Linked DNA regions of Drosophila melanogaster: region 2 is linked to region 1. The links are chromatin contacts, called in public Hi-C maps. All regions are on one chromosome and are shown on one strand. Each heading gives the region's core, a stretch centred on a gene start, on an enhancer-like site or on the middle of the called end of the contact. The rest is flanking DNA. Distances are from core to core; before and after follow the strand shown.

Region 1 (6,010 bases), core at 1,714-4,213:
AGTCGAACACACACATGAGTAGCTACAAACATATGGGTGGCCTCCAGACGAGTACACTGTAAAAAAGTTTCCAGTCCCTCGACATTTTTTCGGCTGCCGGAATGAGAATTTTTGACTGAGGCGCTAAGAACCACTTAACCTTTTTTTAAATTCGAATTCAACTCAACAAAGCAATTAATATATTTATTTCGTAGTTTATTATTATTTTTATTTTTGTTTCATGAGGTAATCTTTCGCTTACCTATTTAAATTGGAACTCTTAAGCAGGGTGTTTCAATTAATGACTCTTAAGTATTTGTTTTTATGTCAGTGCACCGCCTGCTGTGACGCACATTCTATTAGCATACTTTCCCGGGCACTCAGCCAATGAGCGGAACGATTATATGATGAATGGCGACAGAACCTGCCCCACCATCTCCTCAAACTTTAAAATTAGCCCCCACCTCCGTCACTTTGCGCCACAGCGGGTGTGTGTCAATCAATTGTCTATGCGATATTTTCGATTGTCCAGTTGGGGCTGATTGTCTTTCGGATGGAGCATGCAGATGGTCGGGTGTCCTAATAATTAACTCGTAGGAGGGCTATCTGCCAGCTACCCAATAAACAACTGTGTCCCCATATCACGTGTTTACAATCCGCACAGCTGGCAGTTGCCCTTGCCACATCGCCACCTTGCTTCTCGTCCATGTGGGGCATGTAAAAAATTCAAGCACGAGCTTATGAAATATTTGACGCCATGTGCTGGGTGTCGTCACTCGCCTTTTTACGACATGCCAATGATGGCCGCCATAAAAAGCCATAAGAGGTACAAAGAAGTCCAGCAGGCCAAAGCATACTGCGATTCAAAAAAGTCTCTTCAGTTTAAAATGATTTTTCTTGGTTTTTAGATTTAATAATCCATCTTCTACTTATGTTTGCCAATAAACCAATAAGCCGAAGTTTAACATCTTTTAAAAATTTATCCGTTTCCCTAGCTAAAACTATTGCCTCATACGGCTTCGCTAATTCTTGGCTTGGATTTTCAACTTTAATATGCTATTTTCACTCTACTTGTGTCTTAAAATGCAGAAAAGTGTTTCTCTTGAATCATTTTTGGCTAAGTTTCTCCTATTTTGATTATGGTTTTATGGTTAACTGCCTTCTTTCGCGAATCTTCAAAGGGCACTTCAAAGGGATGGGCATTAGCTGACTGAAAAGTGGAAAAAAGGGCTAGGCAAAATATGTCTGCTTGGATAGTTATGGCTGAGACTTCATGCCGGAAACCGTCACGCGGCGCAAAATGGCGCAACTTCCGCTCGAGACTTGTCAACTGAAAAGTGGCGGACGAACAGACTTTGGTCCCTGGACGTCTCCAATGGCCGCCTGATTTATTGCACTTTAAATTTGACGATATTTTTTCGTTGCATGTCGTTTATCTTCATTGCGTATGCCAAAAACTAAAGCACACGAATTCCGTTCATGGCCCATAAATATAAAGCATGAAAATATACATAATATCAGGGTGTGTATATGCGCAGACGAATCCTTATCAAACACTGGACTTGTAATTTTCTAAAAGCTTACTTTAGAGTTTTGCATATTTTGCATCAGAAATGCATCTAAAAGAGTACAAAGTGGGCAAAAGATTCAGTACCAGACACTGAGCTGTCGTTGCATTTGTTTTCTGCCAGTCACTGTCCGCTTTTTCTTTTGAAGCACAACATGAGTATGATCAACCACGATGAGATGTTTTACCTTACTTATTTTGAATGGAATTTTATAAGAGCTCTAACTGTATTCAAATTCTATCGAAACTTCAAGTTCAGTACAAAAGGATTAGAATACGCATTGGAAACCTTTTTTTTTTAATATTCCCCTTAAAATTATTAGCAGTTATTTGAAAACTATAAGCTTTAATTAAAATACTAATACTTTTGGAGCCTCAAACAAAACCATTTCAGACGAATATTGAGTCATTGCATTCACATATTGGCCGTGCCCTTTCTATTTAACTAAATTTGAGCGATTTAAATTTAATCTTCTTTGAACATGCCATTTTTGGGGTTGCCTAAAAGCTAAGACAGAGAAAAGAAAATTTCAGCAATTTACATGCATTCGATGGAGTGGCCGAACTTTCTGGGACGTCGCATGCAGACATATTACTCATCCGCCCCGTAAACTAAAATTCGAAATACTCTTCAGTGTTTGTGGTTTTCTATTTTGCTTTCGTTTTATTTTCCATCGGTTTTGACTGCACCTTATTTGGGGCTTAAACGAAGCGCGAAGAATACCACTAAATCTTGAGCGCCAATAATTCAATAATTTTACGCTTAAATCATAGCAAATTAACCCATTTCCGGCGCAGACAGCGCCATATAAATTATGCCACGCGACGTGCGACTTGAGACGGCTGAAAAAGGTTTGGATTGTGATGGTGAAGGTGGTTCCCAGTCTCCTGCTGAAGTTATGAGCTCTAAAGATTTTTTTTGGGTATGCAGGAATTTTTGAATTGGTTAATAAGTGCACTATATTACACTATTGAAAGCCTTTTTTTTAAAGGTTTAAGAGAAAATTATAACACTGCTTATACACCATTACAATTCTCTCCCAACATCTAACTTAATTTTATTTCAGTGCCTGTTTTTTTTAGAGAGGTACTCAGCCGTCTGCTCTATAATTGAGGTACTGAAAAATCGTCTTCAGAAGGGTTTGGCTAACGCTTATCTCTGGGGCCAAGAAAATGGCCCAGTCGCGTCGAATAGAGCGCCTTGGTGGATTGCCAGGTGTGAGTCAGTTGATAGTTGTGGCAGTGGCAGTGCAAAAAAAGCAAAACGGAAAGAACGAAAAGTTGCTACAAGCAGTCGCGTGAGCGTGAAAATGGTTTTTCGTTTCGCTAGCACCCACACCCACAACCACCACCACCCACCGCGCCTTTTCCTTTCCGGAATTTTCAGAGCGATGGACGTGGGGCGTTGGCTTTGTGTTGCGCTTCGCCGAAGACGAGCTGACAAATGCTGAAACGTATCGTATGCCATCTATCATCGTGCATTAGAGCAGCGTCCGTCCGGCTGTCCGTTTGTCCGTTTGCCCGCCTGTCCGTTCGTCCAGCAGTCCGGTTGTCCGCTTGTCCGTCCGCTCGGCTTTCCTTTTCTCCTTCTCGGTTAGTTGGCAGCAAGTTAAGTGCCCGTTCAATGGCCGGTTTGGGCCACGTTTTATGATACAATGTTAATTTCCTACTTGGGCTTTGGTCTAGACTCTGCTGTTGGAAACTGATTGCTGCCTCCATTTAGTCGTGGGGTTAGCTTGGGGCACATTTGAGTGCTGAATGGTTGGGGGTCCTCTGTATGAGTGCTAGAGATTTATGCGCCAGCGGGGCAATCATGTGGAATGCATGTTAATTATAGTACATCGAACGAACCGAACCGAAATGGAACGAAATGAAGCGACAAAACACGGTAAAAAATATTAATCACAGGGCAGGAGACGCCTCTAATTTGCTGTCTCCAAAAAAAATGTATTGTTATTTCAAAAATATATATTCTTCTTTTTTAGATTTTAATAAAAGCACAGAGATGTAAAAAATACTTTAATGTTTTATAGAACAATTTTAAATGAATATCACAACTAAATCAATTATGCTGTACAAGAAAAAAATTGATTTGCATTGTGGTATAAAACAGTGACCTTAAACTAAAATATTGAGCTGGTAAACAAAAAAAGTAATTGTATTTTTTGTAGACCGATTATCGTAGTAAGGGTTAATAATTTGAAAAGAAAACAAAAATTTGTATAAAAAATTGGCAGTCAGAAGTGAAGTTTTTCCTTGCCAAAAGGTTAGTTTTTTTTCAGTGTAAGGCTAGTGAAGCAAGTGAGTCGTGTGGGCTCTGATCTGGATGTTGTTGCAAATCAATTTGATGTTATTAGTTAATAATTAGAAGCCGAGGCGAGGCAGCAGCAGTCCCATCAACAGCGTCGCGCACTTAACCAGGCAGCCTGGGGTTAATGCATGCGACGTGTTTGAACTGTAAATGAGGTGGAAATGTCAGATGGAGGAGGGTATTCCGTTCCTCACCTGTAAAACTACAGCAACTCCATCGCTCCACAATTCACCCCAACCCCCTCAGCCGAGTTTAAATCGCTGGCAGTTTGTGGTTCTTATTTATGAGTGGAAAATGTCTGCGAATAATGCCACTTAATGAATAACTCAGGAGCAGACGAGGCAATTTAGAGGGGCGCTACAACAAATACGTTCGTATTGCCAATAATTTGACAATATTTCCGCACGTGCCCAACATCCGAGTTAACCACCTGCCACCTGCCCCCGTGCCTCATGCCGCATGCCAACCATCGATCTGGACTCTCACGCAGGCAATTGGCCGGAAATGTTGCTGCGGCATAATTTGTCAATTGTGCGTGTTGATTTCTGAATTAGCTAATTTGGATTTTAGTTATTAGATGGTGATTACGTGTGTTTCTGCATGTCTGTAGATGCCACCCCACCGAAATTGTGCCCTCATTTCTGTCAAATGAGCTTTGTAATTATTTTTTTAGCTATCCCAGTTTGTCAATGAGCTGCTTATTTTTGTGGCTGCGGTTTGAAATGCTGCAGAGCGTATTTATTATTTATTGTGTTTATTTTGCTGGAATTTAAGCTCGTATAAACATCGGCATCCGTATCAGTTTTGTAATATACATTGGTTGGCAACGTCGGCTTTAGCTCTCAAAACATTTAATTAGATATGTTTAGGATGTTGGCATTAGTAAATTGCATTTATTGCATTTATGGTAATGCATGCATTGTAGCCCCAACTTTAATTAATGACAAATTATTTTCAGATGTGAACTTTTAGAGGGGGATTAAATATTATTTAGTTTGTTAACACATTTCATATGGCCTTGCGTTTAATTATTATCCCCAAAATGAAACTAATTTCCTGTATCGAAAAATTATCATTTTTCGGATGCCTATATTGAAATTATTCAGCAATTAGGAATATTATTGTTTAATAAACGCCTAATTGGTGCACACAAGTTGAAGGCTATATAAATCATGCATTAGTATTATTTCGATTGGAAACAAAGGTCATATTTTCATTTGGATAAGCAATGCCGTTTATGTTTATATTTTATTGAATTAGTTTTGAGAATTATTTAGGTTTGCATTTTGAATTGTTTGATTGCAATAACATATTGGCTATTACAAATTGTGCAAGCTTACAAATTGTTGTTTAGAAATGTTTAGGACCTAATCGCTATTGAAAAGCCAGAGAATTTCTTGTTAATACTAAACTGTTCCCACTATAAAAAGTCCCTCGGCTAGTTCAAAGCGCCATATATTCGAACTCTTATACCCAGTGGGCTTAGCCTCAAAAAGCTTTCGCTCTATTTAAGCCAAATACTCTCATAGTTATTATACAATAATGTGGGAGTTAAAGCTCCTCCAGCAAAGCTGCAAGGATAAAGGCCTGCAATGGTGTGTGAATTTCCGCTACCAAAACAGCTGATGACTGACCAAATCCAAGAATTAAATGAACTGTTTGACCCAACGAACCTTTTGAGAGTAACAAAGGTCTTTCGCCATATATTCGCTTGAAAAGCGAAAAAATGCATATTTCATTAGCTTTGAAAGTTAAACGACTTCCAGGAATAAGTACTTCTACTTTCGCTTGAAACAGGTAAGCGGATGCTTTGTCTATTCCGCCTTCGGCAATGGAATTTTTCATTTCATTTTCCATTTCTCTAACAAAATACGACAGAGAACATAAAAATAAGATGTTATACATATAATGGCATAAATATAAAAAACATAATAGCTTTAAAGGTAATAATTTAAAAATGCAACCTTTCTTATTTCAAAGTTTTTAATTGATTGCTTAAATTAAATTTAAATTTGTATATTTTTACATTGATATTGGTGTACTCTCATTGTCAAAAGTACTTAGATAAAAAAGTGCAACACATTCAATAAAATGTATATTTAATATTAAGAGTAATTTCTTCAAATTTTTCGTGGTCCGTAAACGATGCGATA
Region 2 (6,010 bases), core at 2,248-4,747, 190 kb before region 1:
CACGAAATTATGTTAGTTAATTGATTAACTATCGAAGAGGGGCATAGGTATTGGCGCAGAGCTACAGGTACAGCCAAAGATCGATCTGCTCGTTCGGTCGGTCTTAAAGGCCCTGCCTTAAAAGCCAGCCAATATAAATTGCTGTGTTTTCTCCTCACTCTTTAGGATTTTCGATTTTTTCGCCCCCCATTTTTATTTTTATTTTTTTTTCTGCTGCGAGGAGCATGGGCCGGCTGCACCCACGCAAGAGTTTCAAATAAAAAAAAGAAGGAAAAAACCACAATCCAGGCTAGTCGAGATCGCTGGGTTGTGCGCTGTCTAAATATTGACATGGGCGGCCTGAAATTTCGAGGGGCCGAAAAGACCGAACCTGGTCATTGCGATCGCTGTGGAGGAGTAACCAGCCATTGGACTGGTCCACTGGATTTCGGGGAGTCAGTGATCTGCGCAGAAAGCAGAAGCCGATCTTCAGCCGCCTGATTGTCCCCCTTCGGAGGTGAAATATTATTTTCGAATAGATTTTTGCCAAAGAAAATGGTTGCTAATGGTAGGGAAGGAACTCCCTATAAGGCAAGGGATTGTAAGCCATATAAATCGAAAAGAAAAAGTATTCAATGGAAAATATTGTATTTACAATCGAGTTTACTGTTTCTATAAGTATGCAAGCCATAGAGCACTAGAGCGTGCTTCAAAAATAGGGAAAGTTTTATTTACTATCTTTAAAGATACACAATGTTTAATACAAAACCCAAAAAATAAAGTGAGGGCAAAGATCAGATGGTGAAATAGTTAAAACCTTGCGCTAAAACTAAGCTCTTGAAAAAAGAGAATGTTCCTAGCTGGCCCTCTCATCAGATCGATCTATTGTGCTATGTATCTATGTATATATATATGTATATTGAGCCCGAGGAGAGGGCCAGGGAATGGCAGATCTCGTAGATAAAAGTGGCTTAAACTATGTAAGCCATCAACGTTTTATGAGAGTGGTATAAACAACAGATACGACTTAGAACGCTCTGGTGAGTGGCAAGTTTCGTTTCGATTCGATTCGATTAACTTGTGAAGATCGTGTGCCAGCCAACACGTAACTATGAAATGTCTTTGTTTTCGACTATAATGGTATATGGTATGGTATTGTGCCATATACCATTTCTGTTTCCTCGCCACAAGTCGCTCTGTTGGCCCTAAGCTGCTCATCAGCTTTGTTGATTCGCAGTCGCTAATGAAGTTCAGAATGGCCCAAAAGCGGGATGACTGTTTTTTGTGTGTGCCTTGGTAATTAATAAAAATTTCAACAAATCCGACACGACACACCGCTCAAAACAGATACAGAAAAGCTGAAATCGACTAGATGGGTTGGAAAAAAAATTAGAGGCATTCAGACAATGGCTATAACCGTGCCAAGCTGCTTTGCCAACGCATTGAAAATTGTGCGCATTGTTCGGATGACTATACAATGTGCCTCGGTTGCTCTCTCACTGTCAACTACTTGAAACCAGAAAGGCAAAAAGTTGAAAAGAAAAAAAAAATGTACAAAAAATAAACCATATAACAGGCCCAACAAAAATCACATACACGACTTTTTCGTAACAGTCACGTTTTTTATTTCATTTATTTACTTTGCTGACAAAACAAGAAAAGTACTGGCCAAAAAAAAAAAAAGAAGAAGGAAACAGACTCGAAAATCGAGCAGAGCTCGCGCCCAAAGTTGACGCATCGTGCCAACAAACAAATCATAAATATCATGACAAAAAAAACGAGTAAAAAATGGTAGCCAACATGAAGAGGCATAAAATCAGATCTGATTAGAAGAGGAAAGGAGTTGAAGCAGATATGAAAGATAGTTAGGACAAGTAGGAAGTGGTGGCTATTCGGGCATGGGATTATGTTGTTGCATTCGATTTAATGACAGCTTCGGTTTATATCTGCCGCTTCTGCAATTAGTTGCCTCGATCTCTCGCCCAGTGTCTGTCTGTCCCAAGTGGCGTATACGCAATACGCTCGTATATCATTCGCTGTGGCACTATAGGCGCATTTGTTGTTGCTGCCTGTGTGAATGATGAGTGTTGAGTTGCAGGTAATAATTGCTACTGGTCGTCATCGGGCTTGTCGTGAGCTCAGCGCAAACATATAATTAAGATTGAGCTGAGTTCCCGCTCAAGTTGAAGTCTCCAAAAAGGTCACTCTCTCTCTCTTCTTTTTTTTCGTCTCTTAAAAGGCCATATATTAAGAAAAAGCAAAAAAAAAAAAAAAACAGAAAGAAAAGTTAAAACAGCATAGCTTGGCACAATTATGAAATATTTTTGCAAAAACGCCAAAAAGAAACAATCTCAAACCGGTTCTCGCTTCACGTAATGAAGGATAATGATGATGATGATGACGATGCGCAGTCCAGGCTGCCAGCAAAAGCAAAAGCCTCCGATCTTGAAGATTCAAGATTCAAAACCTCAGTGCCGACCGAATAGAAGTGGAGAAAAGATTTATGCCCCATACCGAGCCAAAAGGAGCCGGGCATCCACACAAGATGAAGATGAAGATGCCACTTGCCACTTGCAACAAGCGCAGCGTTGCGTCTGCTCGCCCGCAGGCCGCTTTATTTGTCAAGATTAATTACAAAAATTTGCGTTAAATCATAATTTTCAATGTTTTATGAGCCAGCCGCCCGCCTAGAACACACTGCAAAAACGAAACACCTTTCGTTGATTTACGACTCATTGTTGGTTATGGCACACACACAAAAAAAAAAATAAATAAAAAAGTAAAAAGTTGTTGACAAGCCCATGCTGCGATTGCTTTTGGCATTTTGCCTGCGAATGACATTTATCTGAACCTGCGGTAAAATGCAACGAAAATTTGTTGCCGGCCATTGGTGTTTGATAAGATTGAGTGGCGAAATATTTGGCAACTCATTGGGCGTCAAGTTGACAGAGTGCACATAAATTTGAAATTTTGTGGGAATGGTATGTCGAATTTTCAGTTAGTGTGAACATCAACATAAAATTGCTTAACAATATAATATAGTCAGAGAGTTTAATAGTTAAACAGTCATAAATATGCCTATGAAACGGCCAATTTAACACAGCGTATTCAAACAAAAACTCCATTTCCTTTGCAGTGAAATTCCTGGCACTCCATAACAACATCATCAAAGGATGGTGCGCAACTTCGGTTCCCAGGAGTCCTTTCAGCTGAACCGCTCTACTGAAGTACAGAATTACAGAAATTCAAAGCCCCCCCGCTGAAGTATGCCATAAGGTAAGTCAGCCAGAGAGATGCTGTTTATGGTTTTAATTAAACGGGGGCAACATTGGTGCGCCTCATTAGCGGCAATTTGTTGGGCATGCCGCCATCAAATCGAATCGAGTAGCCTTTTTCACGGAAGCCACACGGTCCCCAGATAACCCACAATCCACTATGCACTATCCAGTATTCAGTGTTCGCTGCTCGGTACATGTACAACCATACATACATACATACATACATAACCGATACTGGATAAGCTGGCACCGGAGTTTCAGCCCGGAGTTCCAGTTCCCGCCGCCGGACCTGCTAATTATGCATGTGTACTGTGTGACGGGCTCATGGGGTTTCTCGGTTGTTAGGTTCCTCGATTTCTCGGCTTCTTGGGGCCTTAGCCTTATCTATCAAAGCGTTGCGGGGCATAAAATTCAAATTGACACTACTGCGACGAGTGAAAGCGTGTGAACTGAACTTGAGACGTGGCACAGATAAAGATATACCGCATAGACCAAACAGTCGGCGGAGCTATATAAATTAAACTGAAACCGCAAATAAACATGAGGTTTTCCAATGGGTGGCAAACAAGTGGTGAAATAGATAACGAGTCAGACGCGTGACAAATGCATAGAGAGAACAAATTGTTTAGCAAAGAAATAGTTTAAAATCTTACAAAGAAATTAAATACATACATTTCAAAATACTTTTGACCAAAAATCAGTTGAGATATCCGTGACTCACGCACATTCTCGCAATCTCCTCATTTTCATGCATATGCAAACCGGGCAAGACAACAAACAGAAAAACACATTTAAGAAAAACAAACCAACAAAAGCCGCTGGCACAACAATCACCGAGCTTAACCCATAAATCTACACATGTTTACATTGGCTTAGCCACTCGATTTGAGGCCGTTTTCTGAGCCCGGTGCGCTTCCATATCAGTTGACAAATTTGTCAACTTGCCTGGCAACTTGAATGACATTTTCCAAACCAATTTCCCCCGACCAACCACCACCACCACCAAAAGTGGAAACCACCCAAAGGAAATCCAAACAATGGACAAACAGCGAACAACTTGAGTCAGCTGCGACGCTTTCAATTCATGAAATGGACAATTGTTGTCTCGCAACGTTGACTCAATTGAACAAGGCCCACAGAAACAGGTAACAATATTGGCCATCAGCAGCGGCAACGGTAGCAGTCAACAACTGTAATTACTCCGACTGCGATAAGGTTGGCCAAGTTGAAGTTGGAGTTGCACAAGTCAGTCTTATCAGACAATAAATTGCAGTTGGATGAGTCAATTGTTTTTACTTTAATGGATGCCTCTCTGCTTTTTGTTAATGAAAGTCATGCATGTAATAGGAAGTTATGCTCACACAGCACAGAAATGTAGAAGTATTTGTTTGTTTTCCTTCCATGGATGTCATAGATTTTCAAAGGATATATGATTGGCTTTTTGCTTAAGGCCAAACTACCAAGTTCATAGATATATAATTCGTTTTGCTTTTCCAAAGCTTATACATTATTACATTGAGTGTGATCACAACAAATTATAAAAATGCAATGTATAAGCCTATGCGTTACTACGCCTCCATGGTTAGAACATAAATCATGGCCATATCTTTATCAACTATCTGCTATCTAATGCCATCGATGCAGCTGCTACCGGCCAGAAGTCGAAGATAAATGCGACCGCGAAAACTTTGACAAGCGATTAACTTTACAATTTATCGCCGAGCAATTTGAATCGTCGTAAATCTCGGCGCGGCAGCTAACCGTGTGTTAAGAACTGGTGCCCCGGCTCATGTTGCGTCATTAATTTAACCAGTTGTTGCAACAAGTATTAGCTCAGCCATTGGGTCAGGTTCGAGGCGCTCTCTAAGTATCGCCCTGATTAAAACATCAGGCCGAGCTTGGGGTAAAGTTGTTCCACCAGTCGAGTGGAGCCCCTCCGCTGCTCCACTGGCACTTTGCCACTCGACTCCTCTTCTGCTTATCCCATGGAGTCTGTTTTTATTTATGCATGTTTAAACATATTTAATGTCATTACGGGCACCTCTTGCGCCCAGCGCCCATGCCACAAAACACGCATTTAATTATCTGCCCGGCTCCACATGCCCCATGCGCATTAATTTAATGAACGCATGCATTTCACATTTTTATCATGTCCAATTGGATGGAGGAGGGGCATTTGGAGATCTGCGAGGGATCTGGGGGCAACTCGGGGGATCGCTGGTGTATCCCGGTAGCTGTCCGGCCTGTTCCAATATATTTATTGCATCGTCGCCTTCAATGTGGTTGCTCTGGTTAGCGCTGCCGTTGTTGTCGTTGTCGTCGTCGCGTTTTTAATCGCATTTAATATTTCATTTTATTAAGCCAATCGTTGAGTCCAGCAGTTGGGTGTGCATCTGCATCTTCATCTTCATCTCCATCTGCGCGAAATGTGCATCGCCATGTCCGCGAATGTCTGCTGATCGTCTGGCGAGCAGTGAGCAATTTGCTTAATGCTGTCATAAGGCTGTCAGTTTATCATTTGCATTGCGGCGCCTTTGGCGACATGGAGATGACACTTAATAAGTAGCCAACTTAGTTGCCACCAATTGCTAGCTGGCCGTTAAGAGTGGTCAGCTTGGAGTTGGCAGTTGGTTGGTTGGTTAGCTGATGGAAACGGACGAAATGCCAGACATTTCATTACTGCCATGTGGCTGCCACAACTCTGCAGCTGCAAACTGAATACAAACTGCATTCCATTGAGCCAGCCAAGCGAA

Evidence for each region. A called contact is a pair of places that touch in the nucleus more often than the background predicts.
Region 2: a contact with region 1 is called in a Hi-C map of the Kc167 cell line, with 1.5 times the contacts expected there. The contact joins two enhancer-like sites. A contact is called at or near these places in 4 of 107 Hi-C or Micro-C datasets (the Kc167 cell line, the S2 cell line, cellular blastoderm embryo and 1 more).

The regions. Positions count from the first base shown.
Region 1 is chr2L:11,764,279-11,770,288 of dm6, reverse strand. No RefSeq gene overlaps it. Among named protein-coding and RNA genes, the nearest start is that of Sfp33A1, 13 kb to the right of the region's middle. Within about 2 kb of position 2,963, at least 6 of the 39 cell types and tissues checked have an H3K27ac peak or open chromatin away from gene starts, as enhancers often do.
Region 2 is chr2L:11,959,173-11,965,182 of dm6, reverse strand. It overlaps lncRNA:CR43314 (long non-coding RNA::CR43314), which reads left to right. Exons shown (of 2, transcript NR_047937.1): 2 at 3,116-6,010. Among named protein-coding and RNA genes, the nearest start is that of mir-bft, 8.7 kb to the right of the region's middle. Within about 2 kb of position 3,497, at least 25 of the 39 cell types and tissues checked have an H3K27ac peak or open chromatin away from gene starts, as enhancers often do.